2 separate regions of the Anas platyrhynchos genome follow, and region 1 is linked to region 2. Evidence: chromatin contacts called from public Hi-C data. All regions are on one chromosome and are shown on one strand. Each heading gives the region's core, a stretch centred on a gene start, on an enhancer-like site or on the middle of the called end of the contact. The rest is flanking DNA. Distances are from core to core; before and after follow the strand shown. Region 1 overlaps ZCCHC14 (zinc finger CCHC-type containing 14). Region 2 holds the start of KLHDC4 (kelch domain containing 4).

Region 1 (4,178 bases), core at 503-3,002, 140 kb before region 2:
TGTTACCGCCGGCGGGGTCAGGGAGATCTGCTCCTAGCAGCATTTTATTTTTTTTTTTGACGTCCAGGAGTTGCTGTCGAGATTTGACGAACAAATGAGTTTATTTCTTACCATCGCTGACGTCTCCTGCCGCTTGCATGGGGTTTGGCAAAGCTTGGTGTCGCTCCTTGCCCTGAGCGGGGAGGCAGCCTGTGCAGAGGAAAGGTATCTGGTAGGACCTGTGTTTTTCCTCTAGGTTGTTGTCAAGTGAAGTGTAGCAGGATGCGATTACTCGTGTATATTCTGTGTCTGTGAACTAACTACATCTGTTACTGGAAGCTAACTTACTATAAGGGGGGAAAAAGAAGCAATACTACTGCGTCTTGGCACTCTAGCTCAATAAGGTGTACAATTTGTACCTACCTACACCTCTTTGCATGAATCTTGGTCACGATGCTTACTTCAAATTTTTTAATGTTCTTTGTGTTTTTATTCCGGCGTAAACTTTTAAATGCAGCTTGTTCTATGTTTAGTTCTGTTTGTGTAAGAAATTGTTTAACTCATAACTGACAACCATACTTGTAATTACAACGTGATTGACTGATATTCCTGTACAAATGTTGCTTTTTTAAAATTAATACAGTGCTGATATGGATGGATTACATCCCAACTTCATCATGCCTTGCGTGGTTATTTGTAGTCAGCTTTCTCCAAAATCTGCCTGCTGGGAAGGGCAGAGGTGTAATTCTGCCCGTTTAGGGATGCACAGGACTTACCCTGGGTCCTGCTGACAATGCTCACACTCATCCTGAAGCCTTTTAACACAGAAACCTGTAACAACCCAGGGAGTTTGCACCCTCTGGAAGGAGGCACTGCAGGTGGAACGACCCCGTAAAGCGGTTGGGGAAGGGGGAGAGGCTGCACGGGGGCGTTTCCATTCCCCCAGCGTTTGTTTCTGCTCTTCCCCATCTCCCTCATCTGGCCAAACGCAAACGCTTCCGAGGATCTTGGCTTCTCTGCATCAACTCCGCGAGCGCTGTCATGGGTTTGTGCTTCACAGCCAGATGTCTGGGGGCGGAGAGACAGCAGAAGTTAATGGAATAAAAAAAGACCCTGGTAGCTGCCAAGCCGGAGGAGCCCCCAAAGAGATGAAGCCCGTTTAAAGGAAAAGAAAAAAAAAAAAAAAAAAAAGGAGGGATTCTGTTTAACTCTTTATTTTCCATACATTAAATTTACTCAGATAAAAACATTCTAAAAATGTACAATTTTACTTTTAACAAAGTATAATAAAACATAAAAATCCCAATACCAGAATACTTGACATTTACAATTCAAAATCAAATTAGCTGAATATTAAATATTTACAAAACTATTTAAAATATTTATAAAGTTACATGCACAATTTGTAATACTAGAATTGACCGAAGTAAAAGAAATGGCTCAAATGGGAGCAGGAGTTTCCTTCATTCCTAGTGGAAAGTTATGTCCAAGAGAAGCTGTTAATCTGCACTTGAAAACACACAGGATTGGCTTTCTGCATCGGTACCAACACGTTCCTTGCTTATGTCAGGAGAATTTCAGAGAGCAAACAGGTAGTTCCAAGGGTTTATCGCACAGATCGAGGGGGCGGGGGGTGGTTGGGGTTCCCGTGGCCTCAACCAGCAAAAGTTCCTCGACTCTTGCCGCTGCTCCGTTACCTCGGCTTCGGTCCCGATCTGCCTGCATCCACCGCGCCCGACAGGGCTATCGCGAATCCCCAGCGCTCAGTCCATGACCTCCAGTAAACTTTCTTTGGCTCTGATGACACCAAAAATAGCCAGCTCACCCGCAGGCAGGGTTCTGGGTGATGTCATGTTCATTTCGGGAAGGAGTGTTGCTATGCCAAATACCACTCACTATGGGGTTGTTTTTTTGTTTTTTTTTTTTGAGTACCTTCCCCCTGAAGCTTGCCAGCGAGAATTAGCATGGAACTGAATTTGGGAGAATGAAGCTCAAAGTGTTAGACCTCTACTGGACATCTGCCACGTAATTTGCTAAGATTTAATGACCCTGGTATGCAGACTGTTGAAAATGTTTCACAAAAAGCAAAGTGTGACGTGTTGTTTGAAGTACAAATGTTATGGAAAATCTGATCCATACCTTGCTTGCTAAAATGAGTCCTCCTCCTTCGCTCTCCCACTGCTCAGCATTGGACATGACGTATTTATTAATGCTTAACTTGGAGACTGCCAGTGCAAGGAGTCTGCTGGAAATACCATTCTATTTCGATTCTTTCCATCACCAACACTCCCCAAAGGAAAACATCTGAAAATGCACGGCAAGTCCCTCGCTGCCCCGGAGGGAAGACTCATCACCAACTTCTCTGTGCCCCTGCGGGGAGAGGACTCGGGATTCCCTTCCGCCTTACTCTTAAAATCATTTCTATTCCACAGTGAAATCCATTTTGAGAACTACTTCTTTTTATACTTTCAGGACAAAGATAGGAATAAATAGCATACTTTGAAATCTCCATCTTTCAATATATAAAAATAGGTTTTAAGAACTGGATTCTTTGAGCCAGTGAAGCTGGAACTACTACTCTAAAATGAGCTGCCGTACTTTTCGGGGCATGGGGTGGGGAGATGGACTTGGGCCTCTTAAAAACAGATTAAGGATTATTTTATGGAACTAAAGTGCTCTGTTCAGACTTACCAACTTTGGTTGTTCTTGGTACAAAGCGGACAGCGTTTGCCAGCAGATCGGAAGCCACAACTCGCTGTGGTTTAGGGAAGGCTCGTTAACTGGTGCTGGCTCGTCTAACATTTCTCTATCACACTCACGTTGCTTTAAGGTACTCAAGACTTCTGAATTTGAACGTACTCTAAAAATCAGACTTCACCATTTCAAAACGTTACCTAAAAGTACACGTAAGCCACTTTAAGAAACATCAGCCTTAACTTTACACAAAGGAAACAATCCCAAAGAAAGCTCTGAAGATAGGAATGAAACAGTTTGCTGGATAGAAGTTCAGTTTTACAGTCCTTTTGTTATGGTTTCAACTCTGTGATGAGTATTAGACAAGACTATGTTCCCAGCCTTGGGCATTAAAACAAAATGCAACCGGTACAGAAAATATTTTCATTTTTTGCTGTTGATTTTTGCTGTTTTGAGAGGGATTTTAACACTTGCACGTGTGTTGAAACACAGATTATTTAAATACAATTCCGTTTTAAAATATTGTTTTTAAAAAAGTGAAAAAAATGTTAAGGTTTGGCTTTCAGCACATGTTCCAGGCCACTGGAGAGACCCTCAAAGCTGGAAATAGTAAACATTGTCAGTGAAAACTGCACGTTTCCCTCAGCGCAATACAGTATGACAGATTGTTCCTACCATTGTCTCAAGCTCATTAAGGCAAAGTAAATTGCATTGTCAGTTTTCATCACTTTAGTGTTGTAGGTCTGAAGGCTGCTCGTTCCGCTGCAGGTAACCTCGAGAAGCAGGCAGAGCCAAGAGAAGCATCCCCGTGGCGTGCGCGGCACTGCGTGTAGTGTGAGCTGGGCTGAGAACACACAAATCTGGTTCGTTTTCATTGCATAGGAATAAGAAATAGCTTTTTTTTTTTTTTTAACCAAACGTTAAGCAAATTGAGACTTTGGTTTCCGTGAAGCCAAAAGCGGTACGAGCTGCAGGCAGCTGGGCTGAGCTCGGGTTTTTGCCATCCTCTGGGGATGCTCATTGCTCACCCTGGCCCCGCTAACATCGCTCGCCTCCTCGGTCCTTGCTCAGAGAGCAGGACTGGGGGTGGCCATGAACATCTTCCCTACTGATGGGCTCCAGGAAAGTCTCGGCTGTCAGCCCCCTCACACGGCTCTTTCCTCGCTACGGGCCGATCTCTGAGCAGCTCTGCACGGACGGGGCTTCCCTCGCTCAGCAGCGAAAGTCCCCTGCACCACCACGGATACTACACGGATACTACTCATCCTGCTGTGACCTGGTGTGAGGAATACCTCCAGGTGTAAACAAGGCTTCAGACTTTAAAGGTGTCTTCCAAATTACAGGATGCAAATATCTCTCTGTCAGACATTTTCAAGAGAAGGCCTCACCCATTTAATGGTGTCAGATTCCGCGGGTGAGCCACGAGGATTAGTATCTCCTTTCAACAAGACAGGACCAAACTGTTTCAAATTAGCAGTTCAGGATTTGTTTGGCTTCCTCTCAAG
Region 2 (4,412 bases), core at 1,674-4,173:
AATAAACACGTGCAACTTGCAGAAATTCAGTAAAGCATTCCCAATTGCAATTATTTGCTGCTGTACACACCTCCAAGGCAAGCAAACCCTTGCCAGCTGCAAAATTGCAGAATTATCTCGCTTTGGAAGGTGGAAGGCTGACATTCTTCAACAGTTATCAAAAATGAGGGTCAGAGATGGCTACTATTAAGTCTGGAGAAATTATGAAGCCCTGAAATATTGATGCCGAGACAATCACTCTGACTCCTTAATGGGTTCTAGCATGTCTCCTTCCTGCCAACTGTTCAGGCATGAGACAGTATCACAGCAGAATTAAAAGGCTATTTTGCTCTCATTCAGGGACGAATACATATTTTATGACTGCTGCTTTGAATCTTCGCTTCAAATGAGACCCATGCAAATTACAGTAAAAGGCAGGGGGAGTGCAGAAAAAAAGAAGAAAAAAATTGAAGTATACATTACTTTTTGGCCATTGAAATATTCACCTCCAAAAAGGATCAATTCGTCTTTCTCAGGGTGAGCAGACAGGGAGCCATTCAGCCTGCAAACAAAAGAAGGATGACCAAAAGAGTAGATGTTAAGACTTGTAAAACTCAGAAGCTTGCAGCCTTTAACTCAGCTAGCATTAGCACCTCAGCCCTCTAGACACGAAAGTCTCTCCATCAGCTGCCAAATTAGTAGGCTGTGATATTCACCCCAGGGTGAAAAACTCCCCAAAGAAATTAACTTCTTAAAAACTTTCAGCAAGATTAATTTGACACTGTCTGAAACCTTCTCCTATTTTAGGAGCACACGTTACACTGTCATTTAACATGCCTTCTGACGTGAGCTCTTGAATTTTAATGTTGGCGTGTCGAGAACAAAAATTAGTTTTATGAGGGTACATAACTAAGTAGAACTGAGCTGTCTCACATCAACTTATCTGCATCACTCTTCTGCAGTCACCACTGTTCACCACTCATCCCACCAAAGTACTATTCACTGTGTGGAGACTGACTTGTCCCTCCATATGGGAAGGAAAAAGATATTATACAGAGGGGTTTTTAACAAGCCACATCAAACAGACATACAGAACCTAGCACCACACAGACCCCAGGCCTACAGATCAAGTGTCTTGTCCCTCACAGCATGTCCTTGTGAATCCTTTCAGCTTCCTAGTCCAAATCCAAAGGTTCCTCTTAACTCTTATTTTGCAAAGCCCTTGAACTTACTAGTGCTTTGCCTCCTTAGCTGTACTGGTGGGATGATTAAAAAGGGGGGTTTAAGACTAGAAAAATGAGTTTGGTCCCATTCTTAATTTGGGGATTCAATATACCATGTATTTTTTAACTCCAGATATCAGCCAAGCCAGACATCATGCTCTCAGCAAGTAACTTTACATAAATAAATTTCATCAATAGCTGTATAACTGATGGTCAAAGTCTCACACAATCTCTTACCTGGGTGAGGGCGGTGGGCAGGCTGTCTCAATTACTTGTGTCTTTTTAGCATCTAAATTCTGGAATTCTGCTATCAGGGCTTCAAGATCCTCCTGAAAATAAAAACACAGACATAAGTTCCTTGATATGCACAGAACGGCTTGCACACCATACAAAACTAGTGTTCGCTCCCAGAATTTCCCCATTAAAATTAAAAAAAAAAAAAAGAAGAAGAAAAAAAAAGTCTGCATAAATTCCTCTTTTTCAACCACAAGAAATGGATACTGAGTACTTCTATATATGCTTTAAAGATTAGTGTCTCCTAAAACACTGACAAGTTGTTCAGAAGAGGCCTAACAGGATGATACACAAAGTGCATTTTGCATGCACCTGCTGCTCCTGCACGAAAAACACCACACAAATGGGCAAGGAAATGGCTATCATTTAACCCCTGACAAAATTATGATCAAATATATGCTACAACCCAACTTGTCATCTTCTTTGTCTGCAATGGAAAACTGCCCAAATGGCATGGGAAACTCTTGTCTACTGCCAGTTTATACTTTAGCTAGAGTGAAACCTACACGTATTTTTATTTTTATTTCCTTCCAGGAAATAAAAATTAGATTTAAATCTGCCTCCAAAGTGCAGACACACCGAGCACTGAGGGCACAAGCAGGCCGGCAGCTAGGGGGAGTTTCTGACCCAAAGTCTCTCCGACAGCCCCGTGCTCACCGCGTCCATCAGCCAACCCCTCCCTGGCAGCAGCTGCATCCCAGCAAACTTCCAAATTCTGGGGATTTCTTTCCCCCCCTGCAGCCTGGCAGCAGCTCTCCCTGCAGCCAGCACAGGCACAGCGCCGGCGCCTTCCCTGCCTGCAGCTGTGCACAAGGCTGCACTCACGCAGGGAGCACTGAAACATTTTCCTTCGCTTTTAAGGCCCCGAGAAAAAAGGCTGGGGGAGATGGAAGGCAATTTAAGTCATCATTTCTCGTTCTCGCACCCTCCTTTCCCCGGGGGTGCCCTCAGCCACATACCCCTCCGCTTTAGCCCTTCCTTCCAAGGCAGCAGCGCCCTCAAAACCCCCCGAGCCCCTCAGCGCCCCTCACCTCCTCCTTCCTGGCTCTGCGGGACACCTTCCTCTCCATCTTGGCCGCCGTCTTCTCAGCCCCTTTCCCCTTCTTCTCCCGCTTCCCCTTCTTCCCCATGGCGCTAGGCCGCGCGGGGAGCACCGAGCTCGCCTCGCCGCCCTCGCCGCCCTGGGTGCACCGCGGGGCGGGCAGCGCCGCCGGCCTCGGCCCGCTGCTTCCAGGCCTCGGCCCGCCTCCTGCCCGAGCCGCGGGGGCCCTCTGCAGGCCCGGCTGGCTGAGCTGGGCTCGCCTCGGCTCCTGGTGGCCCCGCTGCTTTTCCTCAAGCAGCTCCGGGTTGGGGCTGAGGGAGGGCGGCGAGCTTGTGGTGCCTTGTCCCGGTTCTGTGAGCCCCGCTGTGCTGGGCAGAGGTTTTAACCCAGCTCCTCACACTACCTATAAACCACCCGCACGAGTCCGAGCCCCTTTTGTGTTATTTTTTTGTGTTCCTCCCCTGAGGAGAGGCAGTTGAACCCACAAAATGGCCCCCTCCCTCACACAAAATGGAAGCAGAGGGGCTGTGGGTGGCCCCAGGGCTCAGCCTTGGGGGGGATGCACTGGATAAAAATAAAAGTAAAATGTGGGATGGAAGTGTTAGGGGTTTGGGGGCTGCACGAGTGTTTTCGTTCTCAGCAGCAGTTGTGGAAAGAGAGTTTGTCATGTTGGTGAGCCGAAAGAAACAGCGGGTGCTGCAAAACGATGCTGGGCAGCTGCTGGTTAGTGATCCCTCGATGATGGAGAAGAAGAACAATTCATATTTTTATGTGGTATTTCATGTAGTTGCTGTGCCCGTGTAGAATTTCTGGGAAAACACCGACTTTGAACACGTAACCAGTGCATACACTGTAAACATGATTTGAGTTCAAATACATCTTTGAGCTGGAAGTTTCCTTCATCTGTGCTTTACAGTTACTTTTGTTATTGTTTCTCACTTGCAGAGGAGTACAATTACATTTTTCACTGAATTCCCACAAAAGCCTGAATTGCCTAGAGGCAGGGTGGTTTTCATTACTGTTCAACCCACTGCCTAACCCAAAACCATCATGGATATCCACTGAAAGTACCGCTCAATGCTCACAGGTTAACCGAAACATAAAGTATGTGTCCTGGAAATTGCAGTAAAATTCCCGTGCTTTCAACATCTGCCTACACTTGAACCTCACATCTTGGAAACAACCCGAAGCATGAAGGGCGAAGGGAAGAGCTGGGAAAATGTTTTGAGGTTGCGGACAATGTACATCTTCACCAGGATTTTGTTTCTCTGGTCATTCTGAAAACATTGTGGTTACAATTAAAGCTTCAGCCTGTCAAATGTTTATACCCAGGAAGTGAACAAAAAGCCACGGAGAGACCAGGTCAAGAGAACGGGGCAGTTTCTCAGCCAACAAGTTAGAAGCGCTCTGCTGAGTTCCCTGGCTCTATGCACAGTCTAGGAAGTCCCCCTGCTGTTTCTTGGTCTTTAACCTCAAAAAGAAACCAGTGTGTGAAAACATGTCCCCTCTTGATGTCTCCAGGAATTTGGTCACTGGCTCCCCTTGGGGCCAAATCTTTGAACTCTTTTTTTTTTTGGGAGACTTTGAAACGGAAAAGGCTACCTCTTCACCAAACGTGCTCTATAAGCGAGCATGCAGATCCTCAGCTCTGTGAGCTCATATTCCACTCTCAAAACTTTATTTTCCGTATTTGTGATTGTCAGATGCTCAGGGTCATTTGGAGCTAGTCACCACACGGAGAACTACATGGGGCAGAACATTCGTGGTGTGAGCTCTCTGATCTCTTGAACTATACTGTCTGGTTTCTCATGGTTTGTGTGGAAACGAAGAGGATGAAAGGACAAACAAAACTTTGTACTGCGCTGTGAAAATGT

What was found. Hi-C and Micro-C count contacts between places; a contact is called where the count stands out from the background.
Region 1: a contact with region 2 is called in a Hi-C map of subcutaneous adipose tissue, with 2.4 times the contacts expected there. The contact joins the enhancer-like site here to the promoter of KLHDC4 in region 2. A contact is called at or near these places in 3 of 8 Hi-C or Micro-C datasets (liver, skeletal muscle and subcutaneous adipose tissue).

The regions. Positions count from the first base shown.
Region 1 is chr12:2,516,410-2,520,587 of IASCAAS_PekinDuck_T2T, reverse strand. It overlaps ZCCHC14 (zinc finger CCHC-type containing 14), which reads right to left. Exons shown (of 13, transcript XM_027466672.3): 13 at 1,178-4,178. It overlaps MAP1LC3B (microtubule associated protein 1 light chain 3 beta), which reads left to right. Exons shown (of 4, transcript XM_027466673.3): 4 at 1-654. Among named protein-coding and RNA genes, the nearest start is that of MAP1LC3B, 9.8 kb to the left of the region's middle. Within about 2 kb of position 1,752, at least 3 of the 8 cell types and tissues checked have an H3K27ac peak or open chromatin away from gene starts, as enhancers often do. A contact at or near this core is called in subcutaneous adipose tissue, where this site is marked.
Region 2 is chr12:2,373,306-2,377,717 of IASCAAS_PekinDuck_T2T, reverse strand. KLHDC4 (kelch domain containing 4) reads right to left here and starts at 2,923. Exons shown (of 12, transcript XM_013097946.5): 1 at 2,528-2,923; 2 at 1,440-1,531; 3 at 463-541. The coding sequence starts at 2,626.